3 separate regions of the Sus scrofa genome follow, and all the other regions are linked to region 1. A link is a contact called in public Hi-C and HiChIP or PLAC-seq data. All regions are on one chromosome and are shown on one strand. Each heading gives the region's core, a stretch centred on a gene start, on an enhancer-like site or on the middle of the called end of the contact. The rest is flanking DNA. Distances are from core to core; before and after follow the strand shown.

Region 1 (5,133 bases), core at 1,375-3,874:
CAAGTGTTGCACACGTCATCCCTGGGGTTCCTACTGTCAGTCTGGACAGACTTATCCGGGAAAGGGTGGTAGACTTGACAGTGAGGGCCGCCTTCCCTCCCCTCGCAGGGCCAACTAGCCTGAGGCTAAAGTGAAGGTGAAAGTGAGTTTCCCTTGGGGCAACAGTAGGCTCAGTACTGCTGCCTCTAGCACAGGGGGCAGTTCCCAGTGGGGACACAATAGGCACTTCTGAATTGCATTGTGTTGATGGTGGCAGCAGATGACTCAGTCTCTCCAAATCTGTGCAGGCTCCTCCCCGTGCCACTGCTCCTGCAAGCAGAATGTTCTCACCACCTGCACTGTCCACCAACTGACCCTGCTCTGGACCCCAAAGACAAGGGGGAAGGAGGGGCGCATGAGCTGATGCCCCGGCCCATCAGTTCGAAAACCTAAGCATTCTCGCTCTCACGTATCTCGAGTGACTCCTGACCTTGAAAGGCTGGTCTACCCGACCAGGCCCTCAGACCCGTCCCTCCCCCGCCCCTGGTTCGCGGCCACTCCCCCGCCCGCCGCGACGGCGGTACACACTGCAGGCGCGCGCCTGCGCGCACACAACACACACTACTACCTCCTGCATGACTCATCATTGAAGCAACAATAGGCAGAGAGAAAGGAAAGGAGGGCGACGCACTCTCTCCACCACAACCAACCCGGCCGAAGGGCGGGGGTAAGGGTTGGAGGAAACAACAGCCCCCGGATACTGCACACACACCCGGATCCAGGGTTGCGGCCCTCGCAGCAGTCCGGAAAACCGAGGTCTTTCCTCAGTCCCTACTTCTGTAGCACCTGGGGACCACCAACAGAGCGCGTGGGGAGAGGGGGCATCTGAAATCTCCAGCTCGGCCCTGTCGAGAGAGCGCCAAAGTTTGCCGGTTCTCAGCCTGGCTTATTCCACACTGGTCAGCGGTGCTGACCGGGTCCTGATAAGAATGTCTGGAGGGGTCAGTGGGAGTATGTAAGCTCTATATATCCCAACGCTTGGCTATTCTGAGGATTTCCCTCGCCCCAGGACCAAAAATTGGAGGTTGGGGTGAGAACCTACAGGTGAGCTCAGCTCCTCCCTCGTAGGGCAGACTCTCCCGGGGAGATGCCCGGGGGCCAGAGCCCGGGCCCAACCCGGCGGAAGGCCCCTAGCCAGCCCCGCCCAGGCTCCGCCCCCGGCCGAGCGCGAGGCAGCAGGGAGGGGCAGGGCCGCGCAGTCCCCAGCGGGAGTGTCCCCGGTGCACGTGGTCGGGGGCGGGCCCTGTCCACGTCACCACCCGGTGTAACCAACGGGCTTAGAACGCAGGCACACGCAACATTCCAGCCGAGAGCGGGTTTAGAAGGCGCAGACACGCCACATTCCACACCGGCTAAAGTGGGGCGCAGCAAGGGGGGCCCCGGGTCTGCCCCCGGCGACCTTCGGGCCGTTTCACCGATGCACTAATCAGCCCGGCTCTCACCCAAACCCCTGACGCGCGACCCAGCCCAGTTGTGGGAGGCGGGGTCAGGCGGGGCTGGCCAGGATCATAAGACACGCGATGTCATTTTCATTCTGCAAAGGCCGCCTCCGCCCCAAGCGGCGAGTAAGATCTGCCAGGAGCGCCCCCCGCACCCACCCCACAAGACTAGGGAAGCCGGGGAGCTGCTTCGCGTAGAGTAATTCCACCCCCCACTCCGTTACACACACGCCCACTCGTGTGCACTAGACACTCACCCGTGTAAACGTCCGTTCATCCGCTCTCATCGAGGCTCGCATCACACATCCCCTGTGCACACACGCACACGCCCGCGGGTCTGCCACCCCCACGCAACACCATTCTTCACCCCACCCCCCGGCTCGCACATCCTCAGCCCTACCGAGGGCGCTGCTGGCCCACGCGAAAGGAGCCCCTCACGAAAGGTGCACAAGTGGTGGTAGGCAGCTGGGGTGGCGCCCACAGGAGCCGGGTCCCCCGCTGCATGTTAACGAATTCATTAATTAATTTCACTGCCCACAACACTCTTCCTCCGGTGCCGGTTCTTCCGCGGAGCCTTGCAATGCCCGGCTTCGCGAGCCGCCTGGGAGAGGGTTCCGCCCGCGGTTTCGGGTGGGCTCGGGTACCAGGGTCGCTCGCCTCCCCTTCCCCGCTGCCCTAGGGGCCCAGCCCGGCCGCTCACCACGTGCTCTCTGTTGTTGCTGCGCTTGCCATTCCAGGAAGCGGGCCGCCTCCAGTAGCGTCTCTATGCTCATCGCGCCGAGAGCTGCCGGGGGCGCGCCGGGGCCGAGACTGCGGCCCGCGAGTCGAGCACAGGTCAGGCTGGCGGGCAGGCAGGAGGGAGGGATCACCTCCGGGGGGCGACAGGGCTGGGCGGCGCAGCGCACTCCGCAGGGAAGAACGGGGAAGCACAGGGAGAAAAACCAATGTCTCCCCAAATATTTGCAAAATGTAATTTGCAAATTTAAATATATTGATGCAAAAAAAATAAGGCGGCACTGCCTCACTCCTTCCCCTCCCACTCTTCCTCCCTTCCAATGCCTCCCGCCCCGCGGCCCCCAGGAGTCCCGCCGACAAGAAAAGGCTTTGCAACAAGATGGCGAGGAGGCACCGACACACACAACAAGGGAAGGAGCCGCGCTGCCCCCGGCCGCCGCCCCCGCTACTACACCGGGGCCGCAGCCAAAGCCCGGACCGGAGCCCCCGCCCGCAGGGCCGCGGCTTCTCACGAAGGGAGGGGCGTGGTCCCGGGCAGGCTGGCCCCGCCCACTCAAGACGGCGAGCGCACACGTGGCCTGGGTGGGGTGGGAGAAGCTCCAGCCGGGTTCGCGCCCTGCATTTCCGCTTTCCCGCCTCCCCCCGCCCCGATTGCAAGCCACAAGTTTAGCAAGGGCTGCATGTTTGTGTCATTCACAACTAAAATTATCCTGCTGGAGGGAAGGAAGGGTGGAAAACTCAAGACTCGAGTTAGTTCAAATAAGGATATTCCAGGTCAAGGAAACCTTAGGCTGGTAGAGACTGGCCCGAACCCTGGGTCCACACGTGACCTAATTCCCGCAACCACCAGGCTGTCGCAATTCCCCCGGGATCCGCCCCTGGGCGGAGCTGACGGCAGGAGGCTGCCAGAGAACTGGCAGAGGGAGCGGAGTGGCGATCCTGTTCCGCGTTTTGTCTCCGTTCCTCCCCCCGCAGTGCGTTCGCATCCTATTAGGCGACGTCACCGGGCCGCGGGCCAATGGGCGGGCAGGACAACACGGCATGGAGCAGCTCCACATGGACACCCCGCGCCGCCAGCCTTCTGTTTAAAGGGCCAGTGTCTAGCAGGGTCACATTCGCGGGTGCGGATGGGGACGCTGTGTGAAGGGTGGGACTCCGAAAGGGAAATTGTGCAGTTGTGACCTGATCTACTCTTTACTTTTCACTATCCTCCCTCCAAAACAAAGTGTCTCCCTTTCCTTCCTATAAACTCTTGCCTTTGTCCACGCGCCTCTGAGGCGGGCGGAAACTCCAAATGTGCCACCCCAGAAGTCGCCCTTTGCTCTGGGGCCGGACCGAGGGCAAATTAGGCTAGGTGTCCAAAGCCCAGACCGAGGGGGCGTGGCGCAAATCGGGAACAACAACGTGGAGGGCGGAAGCTCGGCCCTCCCAGTGGCTGGGCAACCAAGGCGGGAGCGGGGGCGGGGCCACCCGCCCGGCCACTATCGCTCTCGCGGGCGGGGTAAGACCCCTGGCCTGGCGCTTCCTCTGGCGGCTTCTTGCGGTAGAGTTTGGAGGCGTTTGGGGTACAAACAGAATTTGGTCCGTTTACCCAAATTCTTAAACTTTGCAGATAAGGAAACTGAAGACCAGAAAGGATTTTTCTGCGGTCACTCAATATTCCAGTTGCTCCTTTCCCCATTGGAGCATTTATACCTGACCCCATGGATGATGACTCTTTTGAAGGCAGTTCTGGGGCAAGGCCCACAACTAGAAAAAAAAGTCATGGAGGAGTATCAAACTGCTCACACGGAAAGGGGGGGATCTGACCACTTAACGTATTGTGATGGCGGGGGCACCAAAAATCTTCACCTGAAACCCTGCCGCGCTGTTTCTTTGGTGGAGGCAACACAAACCCCATTGGTACAGTTGGCAGTGACAGGCACAGGCTGAAGGCATAGTTGGAGCACCTTGGAGCAGGTCCAGCTCTGCTGTCCCAATGCCCACAGGCCTCAGGCACCTGGGTCTTGGCCCCCAGATTCCTTTCTTTGCTAATCAGTTCTAATAAAGTAGGACAGTGGCAGTTGGGCTCAGGATCTTGTGGCCTAGATGTTACAATCATATGAAGCCAGAAAGCAAACCTTTGTGAGGTTGGCTGAGTGGCAGATCATCCTGTCAATCCATCCCATGCCATCCCCACTGTGCCCTTAGAGGCTTACTTTCCTTTTGAGGCGGACTAGCTAGAGGAGAGCTAGACACATGGAAAGCTGATGTAAATGATGCTTGCTGGCTTTGTGCCTTTCCTTAGAGGGCATAATGCATCCCAGGGAAAGAAAATCTGCAGATTCTGGAAATCAAGAACCAAGTGAATGGGAGGAAGAGGGTTGTTTGCCAGTACCAGGCTACAGAGGGCTCTTATCTTTGCACACTTAATGCCCCAACATCTGCAGTAGAACACGGAGAGGCCATTACCCACAAATGACTGGGTGACATAGGCTTTGTTTATGATGAAGCTGGAAAGCAACAGGGGACCAGAGCATAAGAGCGAAGTTTTTCTCTTTTCTGCAGGATGAATGCTCTTTTCCTCAGATGGCTAAATCTGTTGCTGGTCCTGCCACTGCTTCCTTTAAGGTGTCTGCCACCTGTTACCAGTGTGGTTAGGCCTGGCCCACTACATAACCAAAGAAAATGGAAAGTTAAAAGGCACCTTAAAAAATATATATGTATTTATGGGGTTCCCGTCGTGGAGCAGTGGAAACGAATCCGCCTAGAAACCATGAGGTTGAGGGTTTAATCCGTGGCCTTGCTCAGTGGGTTAAGGATCTGGCATCGCCATGAGCTGTGGTGTAGGTCGAAGATGCAGCTCGGATCCTGCATTGCTGTGGCTGTGGCGTAGGCCGGCAGCTATAGCTCTGATTAGACTCCTAGCCTGGGAACCTCC
Region 2 (5,133 bases), core at 1,666-4,165, 250 kb after region 1:
CCTTAGCTGTTCTGACTGGATTTTTCTACAAAAGCTATGGAAGATATCTTTGTTCTTGTTTGCTGCTATTTCCTGTCCTATTTTAAAAAATATAAATACATAGAAATGGTGCATCTTAACATTTGTTTGTACATGTATAAATGTCTTGTATTTTAATTCATTTTTAGCATGTAGCAACACGAATTGTTTAAGGGTAAGCCACAACATCTAGAAATCACTCCCAGATACGAACAATAAAGGAAAAAATGGTACCGATGTAGGAGGAAACAAAGCCTCTGTCCACTGGGTTTTCCCTGCAGCCTACAGTGACTTTCACTGACAAACAAGGAGAAACTATCACTATAAACAAAGTCATCCTTGTTGGGAGATTGCCACAGCCTGCTGCTTAGTCGAGTTACCAGACATCCTCCATTTGCGAAGCAGCGAACGTTGAATCTCAGGGATGGTCCTCAACTGGATCCAAGTGTAACGAGCCCTGTTTGAATAATGAAGGGGGTGGGGAGAGCGATCCATCCACAATCCGGAAGCAGATTTGCAGAGGTTTCCTGCACTGTTGTTTTGACACTGCCCTGTTGATGCCCTTTCTTCCTGTTTCCTCGGTTTTCTCTGTCTGCTGTCTAACCCTGTGCCTTGCCTGGGATAAGTACAATGTTGAGGTAACTGGTTTGGATTGTAAGTAGAGGAATTTATTAATTGGTTTAGAGGTTCACTGCTGCTTTGTCACTTTCTCAATCAAACTGGCCACTTATTTAAGAAATAAAAAGCTGGTAGAATTGCATCCTCAGATGATGATTGACCTTCTGTGTGTGTGAAAACAGACATTCCAGTGCCACCCTGATACAACGTGCCCAAGAAGTCCTAGCTGCACTCTTGAAAGTGCGAGCCATGGAAACCGGCTTAGACATGGCTTGGAGAATAGTTGCTTTTTGACATGGCATCTTGCACTTTAGGAGACTGAGACCGTCCTGTTTTGTCCATGTGTGGTGTGACCAATGGTGTGCCCAGAGCACTGCTCTCAAACTCACTAGTGTTAGCACGTCGTCCGGGCTGTGGGCGCTCGCTGTAGTCTTCGGAAAGCTTTGGCTCTAGATCACCAAGCCCAGTCTCCTTAATGTCAGTGCCCTGCTCTCCTGTTTGCCTCTTTCTGTTTCTATGTGAACTTCCAGGTAATATCACTCATTTTAAATAGTTTTTTTTTTTTAATTTATTTAAAGAAAAACTATTTAGAAGTAAAGGACGTTTTATTTTGTTGACAGTGGTGGCTTGATAATCCTTAAGCAACTGAAGCTAAAATTGTTAAATTGAAGGAAAAGGCCCTTAAAATGGTTATTCTCTGTCCAGCTGTATATAAGTCCGATGTGTTACTAATCTAGATGATGCAAAGAAGAATCTCCTGGTAGAGACTCGACATGTACAAAATTGGTGGAAAAGGTTTTGGTTTTTTTCAGAGGGGCGGGGGGAGGGCAAGCTGGATTTACAAGTCACGACTGGACCGAACTGGCCTTTTTATCTTTCCACTGTATCATGTAAGTAGCTGCTTTCTTGTCCTGCCTACCCTTCAGGCATCCCTCAAGCTCACTCTGAAGATGGTAGAAACAAACATAATCTTCGAGTTCGAAGTTGATCCTGACACTGACATGAAGGCGAGCGTTGATTTCATAATGAACGTCACAGAGGTGGTGATTGGAGAAAACAGTTCCCCAGATTGTAAGAGTTAACTGAAGATATTGACACAATTTTAAAAAATCAGTAAAGGAATGTATATAATATTGCTCTTGTGTTTTACAGTAAGATTTGTTGCTCTCAGACTGTGTAAAACAAGATTTATTCATGTTTTCTGCATATTAAAAAATCTTATTGTACCAATTGGTAAACTATTAAATGCCTATAAAACTAGATGTGATTTTTTTTTTTTGGTCTTTTTATGCAAGATTTTAAATCTTTTCAATTGAGTTGCTAGGAAGCAAAGTTGTATTCAGCACCAGTCAGAGGGAGAGTTAAGATGCAAAGTGCTGGCAGGGCAGCAGGGGCTGGATGGAAAGCCTTTGTCTAGGGCAGAGCCAGCACTGCTTTCTGCTGCTTTCACCCTATTTGCACAGGGAGCCCACAGTGTGGCTACAGGGTCTCTTGCTCTACCTACTGGGTCAGGCAGTGCCAGACTGTTTGTTATGGCCCCCCACCTTCCTCTCCAGCAGCCCTTTTTGGCAGTGACTACAGCTGAGGTCAGGAATGACCTGTTCATGTCCCCCTTTCAAAGGTTTGGCCCTCATGTGGTGGTCAGGGCCCCAGGGAGACAGGACCCTGCCTCCTTTGTTCTCTTGATGAATGAGCCTTTTGATCTGCCTAGTGGTCTTGGATTCTTCAAGATTCTTAGTACTGTTTTAAAGTTGGATTGAAATGTACCAAGGAATCTGCACCCTTGCTCCAGAGGCCTCTTGGCTTTCTTTGAACTTTACCCATGGTGGCGATGTCCTGCCTTTGATCCCTCGACTGCTGTCCAGCTAGCATCCGTAGTGTCTTTAGGGCACCAATGAAGTCTCCAGCATTTTTCACATATAAAGGACAAGAATGATGTGGCTTTTACAACCCAGTTGTCATCCTGCCTCTTAGGAGAGGAGCTTCTCCACCCTGCCCCCAAATGGGAAGCTGAGCCAAGAGCACCCCAGTAAGGAGCTTGAAGTTTCCTGTATGTTGCAGCTTTTCCATTTCCTTACAAGACTTTTTTTTCCCCACTTTCCTCAAAGTGCAGGCAGCTGTTCAAAACCTGAGTAACTCACTCACTACTACATCACAGACATCAAGCTTCCTTCCAAAACACGGCTGCCTCTGTCCCTGGTGTATATAGTATGAGGCAGGACAGGAGTGTGGAAGACTTGGTGGAGAAATGGTGCTGGATCCTGAGTGTCCTGTTAGTAGTCTTTGCTGAAACTTGTCTTGCGTGTAGACTGATGATTCTCCACTGCTGACACACAAGAACCCTGACATGTGAATGCCTGTCAGCTGCCAACACTTCCCTTTATTCTCAACACATCTTCACCTCACAATATACTCCCTGCTGGTTGATATTAGCACAGTTTAACCTACCTTTAGTTTTGCAGGAAAAGACCTCATCCCATCGCTGAGCCCCTCACCGAGTTACACTGCACTGCCAACTCTACTGTGGCGTGGCCATTGGAAATGGGATAGAGGCTAGGAAAGGGTAAGAATTACATTGCCCACATTTGCAACTTAGGAAGGCTCCACAATCATTTGCTATGAAATGACTATTCTTCAGTATAATTGTGTCCTGAGTGGTCTGTATCTTTAGTGTCTGAGGGTTTTTTTTTTTTTTAATCAATAGATTTGCCTCTTTAATGGGGTTGTTTGCATTTGAAAAGGGCCACCTGTCCTTTGTAAGGTATCCTGACAATGCATGCCCTGTTTGATTGCTAGTGTAGTCAGGACAAAGAAATAAGTGGGCCCATCAGAATACCTTATTCTCAACTTCAAGATATACAGGAATTCCTCAATGAAGTCGTAACAGTTCTCTCAATATTCATATTTAACAATGTAAATGATGTGACCAACAAGGACTTAACTTCCAAAATACACAAACAGCTCATAATAACAAAATAAAGAACCCAATAAAAAAATGGGCAGGAAAACTACATAGACATTTATCCAACGAGAAAATGAAAAGATGCTCAACAAATGCAAGTTAAAACTACAATGAGGTAACACCTCACACCAATCAGGATGGCCATCATTAAAAAGTCTACAAATAATCAGTTCTGGAGAAAGTGTAGATAGAGAAAAGGGAACCTTCCCAACGCTGTTGATGGGAATGTAAATTGGTATAGCCACTATGGAAAATGTATTGCGGTTCCTTAAAAACTAAAAATAGAGTAGCCATAAAATCTAGCAATCCCACTCCTGGGCATATATTCAGAGAAAGCCATAGTTCAAAGATACACACACCCCAATGTTTCAATATTCATAGCAGCACCGTTTGTAACAGCCACGACATGGAAACAACCGAAATGTCCACCGACAGATGAATGGATAAAGACTGGATAAAGATGTAGAAAATACATACGAGGTACTACTAGCCATCAAAAGAATGAGTAACACTGTTTGCAGCAACATGGGTTGACCTAGAGATTATCATACGAAACCAAAGACTGATATCATATGTGGAATCTAAAACATGATACAAATGAACTTATTTTACAAAACAAAAACCAACTCACAGACAGGAGACAAATTTATGGTTACCAAAGGGGAAAGGGGGTGGGGAAGGGATAAACTGGGAGTTTGGGATTAGCAGATACAAACTACTAAATCTAAAAGAGATAAACAACAAGGTATGTAGCAGAGGGAACTATATACCCTGTAATAAACCATAATGGAAAACATGAAAAATTACATACACACACATACATACTAACTGAATCACTTTGCTGTCCACCTGAAATTAATACAACGCTAAATCAACTATACCTCAAAGATTTTTTTAAATTAAAAAAAGGGACAATGCCAGTTTGGAGAGGAGACAGATGATACAACCTGAAAGCTGGCAATAACAGTTCTTTTACACACACACACATATATATATATTTTTTTTTTTTGTCTTTTTTTGCTATTTCTTGGGCCGATCCCGGGGCATATGGAGGTTCCCAGGCTAGGGGTCGAATCGGAGTTGTAGCCGCCGGCCTACGCCAGAGCCACAGCAACGCGGGATCCGAGGCGCATCTGCAACCTACACCACAGCTCACGGCAACGCCAGATCCTTAACCCACTGAGCAAGGGCAGGGACCGAACCTGCAACCTCACGGTTCCTAGTCGGATTCATTAACCACCGGGCCACGACGGGAACTCCCACACATATTTTTTAAGTTGTAAAAGTAATATGCATGTTGAAAGAAATGCAAACATGGGAGAACAGTAGTTAGAGAGGAACATGAAAGACCAGGGTTGGAGGCTTGAAGAGACAGAGGGGAGTGTGGCTCACACAATCTTTTCACAGCTGCCCATCCACACAGACCATGGCCTAACACATGCTGGTCCTCATCTCACCCTTCCTGGATACCACTGTTCACTTCCTTTAAACAAATGAAATCTGTCAACTAAGAGGAGAAAGGGTGGATTTCACAC
Region 3 (5,133 bases), core at 1,439-3,938, 160 kb after region 1:
CCCAATAGTAATATTTGCAGTGTTTCTTCTAGTCAGCTTATTTGCAGAATTGTTTAAACTAACACTAATTTTACTGCAGCAACTAAAACAAATGCTTCCATTTTTAAAATGTTCGCTGAAAAAATGAAGGTTTGCAATTCAAACGAATGAGGAGATTGTTAGATTGCAGTAAGTAAAATAGAAGTTTATACTTAATTTTTTTTATAAATATCATCCAAAATATTCATTATCGAATGTTTCCTGGATGGACATAGTCAGTTTTGTATAAGTCCTTATGAATTATGATTGATAGTACAGATGTCCCACTTCTCCATTCTCAAAGAGACAAGACTTTATGAAGACAGATATATCATTTTAGCAACTGAAAAGAAAGTGCACAGAACCAGAACACATGGCCCCATATCAAGGCACATAACACAACTCCCTGGATTATAACTTTTAAAAGACTTCAAACTTTTAAAGAAAAGTTATAATCCAGGGAGAAAATTTTTACACATTCTTCCCAAGGGAGTCTATTGTTTTTTGAAGGACTCTTATTGAGATACAGCCTGATCTCAAATTTAATTTATAATTAAATAATACAGATTTTAAAGTATTCTGAACACCTGCATGTATGAGCTCAAGGTTTATGCAGGTTAGAGTTACCTATTTGTATTAAATTGGTGTTTATCAATATGATTCTGATTTCTGGACAACTTTGTAGACTTTTAGAACATTCATTTAAGAAATAAAGAACTAGAGTTCCCATTGTGGCACAGCGGAAATGAATCCAAGAACCATGAGGTTGCAAGTTCGATCCCTGGCCTCCCTCAGTGGATTAAGGATCCTGTGTTGCCGTGAGCTGTGGTGGATGTCGCAGACGTGGCTCAGATCCCACATTGCTGTGGCCATGGTGTAAGCTGGCAGGTATAGCTCTGATTAGACCCCTAGCCTGGGGACCTCCATATGCCGTTAGTGGGACCCTAAAAAAAAAAAAAAGCAGAAAGACAAAAAAAAATGAAGAAATAAAGAACTGATATACTCAGATGATTAAATGTTAATAGTACGATGTGAGGCAATAATACTTTCACAGATAAAAACAAACCAAAAGTGGATTCTTAGAACAAGGGATATTAATTTATTTCCAAGTTTATTGACTGTTACTGGACATGGCACAGACCAAACTTCAGTGCATTTTTTGGTCCTTATCCAGCCAGAGAATCCCCAAACTGTAAACCTGCAAAAGACATTCCAGAGATCATTTGATTTACTTTCCTGCTTTCAAGAAGGCGAGAACCCAAACCCTCCAGGCAGTTCATTCATATTCTTCTTGAACAACTCCAGGATTAGAGACTTAACAACCTTTCTTGATAAAAGAAAACTTGTTTTAGCATCAAGCAACAGTAGTGGTTAAATGAATTGGGTGACTCTCCACTAAGGACATATATTGTACACACGCAGCATAGCCTCGCTAATTCTCACAAAAACCTTACAAGTTATTTATTAGGTCTATTTTATAGAGAAACTGAGGCCAGAAAGAGGCATTTAGCCAAGGTCACATTTCCTCTAAGAGGCTGATTCGGGATACACATACCCAAGTTATCTCTCTCATTAACCAAGTTCATCTCAAATGCAGTGTATGCGTTTACCTACATAAAGGAAAGCAATAAAATCAATAAACACAAGCCTAAACCTGTGTTTCAGGTAAGTTTCCTTGGACAGCACAGATTAATGACAAGATAATCACACTAGATAACTCTTAACTGAAAGAATATTCCATATTGAATGATTCAGAACCTCAAATCTGCTTCTTTTAAACGGAATGTCTCTATATGGAATACACTGACTATAAATCCCCAAGACTTGTCATCAGTATTTCAACCCGTAAATTAGCAAACACACACACACACACACACACGCCTTGTAGGAATAAAGTTCCAGGTCTTTCTTTGGGCATCAGTTTTGAGACTTCCAGAGTCGCAGAACTGTGTGCCTGCGTATGTGACTCAGGAAAACAATAGCTGAATCACATCTAAAAGCGAATCTTCCCAATTAAAAATCTATAATAAAAATGAAGGCAACAAGGCATTCCATCAGCCTTTTAACCTCAACAGCTCTTCTCCCCAAGCCAACTCAACCTACTCTCCTCTGCTTCCCGGCCCCCACGGAAGACCGGAGGTAGAAGGGGCGACAGCCTGGCCGGGGCTTCGCTTTCTGAAGCCTATCCGGGCCCGGAATCCAAGGGCGCCAGCTGGTCTCTGCTGTTGGCCGGGGGAAGTGGGGAGAGCGCAGTTCGCGGGCAGGAGCAGGGCGGGGAGGTGAAGAGAGCCGGAGTTCGTGAGGGGCCAGAACAGTCAAACAACGGTCTAGGAAAAGGGGACCGAGAACCTTTTCCCTGGTTAAAGAGGCGTGTGCAGCGCGAGAAGAAGCACCTAGTGCGCAAACTCTTCCGCCGATCCCCTCGGTACTTCCAAGCCACACCGGCAGCCCTCCCGCTAAGCGGAAGGCAGCGAGGCTCAGGGCCCGGCCCAGACTGGCGCATGCGCCGCAGCCCCTCCTCCGCTCCCGGCCCCCTCCCCTCCCTCTTCCCCGCGGGTCTGGGGCGGCGGCGGCGGCGGCAGCGGCAGCGGCGGCGCGGTGACGTCAGGGCGTTGGGGCAGCTCCTGTGACAGACGGAGCTGGAGCGGCGGGGCGGCGGCGGAGTCCGGCGGCAGAGATAGCGAGTGAGCGAGCGAACGAGCAGCGACTCCGGGGTCTAGGGAGCGAGAAGGAGAAGGAGGGGAGCGCTCGGGCGCGAGCGAGAGAAACCGCGAGCGCCGGGCTTGGGCTCGAGCCCCGGAACGGCTGAGGAGCCCGCCCGCTCCCCTCCCCTCCCCCTCCCCGGGACCGGGCCCAGCGCGCCATCCTCCCCCTCCCTCCTTCCCTCCCTCCCTCCTTCCTCCCTTCCCTCTCCCTCTCCCCCTCCCCCGCCGGTGGATGGGAGTGAAGGACGGAAGAGGCCCTGCGGAGGCGGCGGTGCAGCGCTCCGGTAAGGCAGCGAGAGTCTGCGCCCTTCCCTCTGTTTTTCCCACCGCGCTCGGGCAGCTGCGGGCCGAGCCCGGCGGCCTGACGATGTGGCTGCGCCGGTCCCCTCCCTCCCATTCTCCCCTCCCCCTGCCGCCGCCTCCTCCTTCTTCTTCTCTCCTCGCTCTCAAAATGGCGGCCGCGACGGCCGTTGAGTGAGAGACTCGGGAGGAGGGGGGACAGGCCCGGGAGGGCGCTGCCCTCGCTCCCCTCCTCCCTGGCCCGGGTTCCGGGGGTGCCAGGGCCTCCGCGGCTCCACCCGTGGCCCTCCGGGAAAGGGATCGCCCTCCTCCCTCGGTGACTTAGCAAGAAAAGTATTCTTGGGTAGAAAGGGCGTGGAGAGCAGGTCGCTCTATGATCTTGGGGAAAGGATTCGGCCCTTCTCTCCACCGGCGCGGAAGGCGAGCTCCGCAGTCCCCACCCCACCCGCGGTTGGCGCTAAGGAACCGGGCTCCGCTCGGAGCCGCCTCGGCACCCACAGGCCTTGAGGCGTTCTGTCCCCCACCTGTCCTTAGGATGGGGTTGACCCGAGAATGATGGCCCAGCCCATCCCTGGCCCCCCTGTGCGGTGGTCGAGCCTCCGCACCCATTAAGGAGGAGCGGCCCGACCCACCGAACCATCTGCAGCATCCACCCACCAAATCCGGCAGGATTTTCTGTTCTGCCACCGGCTCCTTAAACGGGAGTTGCCTTTTGACGTTGTAACCCTGAGCTTCGAGGCCCTCAGCCATTCTCCTTCATCTAATCTAATCTCTCCACTCATATAGGAAGCGCAGTGCCTTCCTTAGCCTCGCAGGTGAGAATATGCCTTTGAGGAGGTACCAGGGCAAATTTTAACTCTACCACTCTAAACAGAAGAGTGGAGAGGAAGAGGAGGTTTTTCAGTATCTGAGATAAGGGAGAGCAAGGTGCCTTGGTTTTATGTTATTCTGCTTTTCTTTGGTGACTTAGCAAGAAACTCCTTGGGAGGAGAGCAGGAGATTTTTCTTTTGGGCTTGAGGTTTGGGTCCAATTTATATCAATCCTTTGGTTACAAAATTGTGCTTTGGAAGCGAAGAACCAGATTTGTGATTCTCAATGGGCGATGTCATGCCAAGGTTTTCCCCCACCCCCCCACTTTGCTAAAGAGGCAATCGGAAGAGAATAAAGATATTACTGTTATTCTGACCTCTACTTTAACACACAATCTTTGAGGTTCGTAACGTTTTAAAGGCTAAACAAAAAAAATTGTGCTATTTTTGGTAATTCTATTTTTGTTGGGAGGTGGGTTGTTTTGTGTGAATTTCATTTTGAGGCTAGGGCGGAGGAGACAGTGCTTGGGCCTTCCATACCGGTAATGTCATCCCTCCGCTTCAGCCACAGTAGTATTTGCTTGAAAAATTTTTTTTCTCTCTTCTTTTTTGCTGCAGCAGGGCTTGATTGCTGCAGCTCCAGTCTTTTAATCAGGAAAATTTCCTGGTTGGGTATGTCGGTAGTGATATAATATTGGATATATTAAAAGCTTTTACTTAAAATTTTTTGATTGGGTTTAAGGCATTAGCTAGCTTAATCTCTCATGGGTATCTTTCAGGACACAGTTTTGCAAAATAATTGGCAGTTGCAAATTGCAGTTTTTATTAAAGCAGAAGAGTAATCTGTATTTAGGGTGATTTTTTTCTTTCATGTTCTATTATAAATGATCATTGTTTGGATTGTTCACAAGAAGAGGATCTCCTAAACAAATTTGTAGCTGTTGTTTTTATAAATCAGAAACTGGAACCCAGTTTTTCACAAATTATTTCTGTGTATATTGATTTTGATGGAACTAGCCCAATTTCAGTGCCTCTCCCCCACCTCCTTTTTTTTTTAAAATGGGCTAATATTTGTAGATGCTGTGAACAGCCATTGAGCCAGGGAGACTGGGTGGAGTAAGAGAGCTGAAGCTGTGAAATGCTAGATTGCCCTTTGATAGCATTTTTCTCTTGCTTATGTTTTGTAAGGTTATTTGATGCTAATTGGTGCTACAACAAAGGCATTTCTCTGTGGTAAATCTTAGAAATGTCATGTTTTTAGTTTCCACCTTTTTTGCAAGGTGGGTATTGAAAGATTGGG

What was found. Hi-C and Micro-C count contacts between places; a contact is called where the count stands out from the background. HiChIP or PLAC-seq counts read pairs in DNA pulled down with a chosen protein or histone mark.
Region 2: a contact with region 1 is called in an H3K27ac HiChIP or PLAC-seq map of alveolar macrophages. The contact joins the enhancer-like site here to the promoter of MNT in region 1. A contact is called at or near these places in 2 of 5 promoter capture datasets (fetal liver and liver), 3 of 47 Hi-C or Micro-C datasets (fetal liver, fibroblasts and liver) and 2 of 2 datasets of contacts at active chromatin or transcription factors (alveolar macrophages and skeletal muscle).
Region 3: a contact with region 1 is called in a Hi-C map of skeletal muscle, with 4 times the contacts expected there. The contact joins the promoter of PAFAH1B1 here to the promoter of MNT in region 1. A contact is called at or near these places in 1 of 5 promoter capture datasets (liver), 2 of 47 Hi-C or Micro-C datasets (heart right ventricle and skeletal muscle) and 2 of 2 datasets of contacts at active chromatin or transcription factors (alveolar macrophages and skeletal muscle).

What each region holds. Positions count from the first base shown.
Region 1 is chr12:48,484,113-48,489,245 of Sscrofa11.1, forward strand. It overlaps MNT (max-binding protein MNT), which reads right to left and starts at 2,625. Exons shown (of 6, transcript XM_021067616.1): 1 at 2,179-2,625. The coding sequence starts at 2,251.
Region 2 is chr12:48,733,941-48,739,073 of Sscrofa11.1, forward strand. It overlaps a transcript of PAFAH1B1 not described here. Among named protein-coding and RNA genes, the nearest start is that of CLUH, 27 kb to the right of the region's middle. Within about 2 kb of position 2,916, at least 9 of the 83 cell types and tissues checked have an H3K27ac peak or open chromatin away from gene starts, as enhancers often do. A contact at or near this core is called in alveolar macrophages, where this site is marked.
Region 3 is chr12:48,643,121-48,648,253 of Sscrofa11.1, forward strand. PAFAH1B1 (platelet activating factor acetylhydrolase 1b regulatory subunit 1) reads left to right here and starts at 2,689. Exons shown (of 11, transcript NM_214250.1): 1 at 2,689-3,007.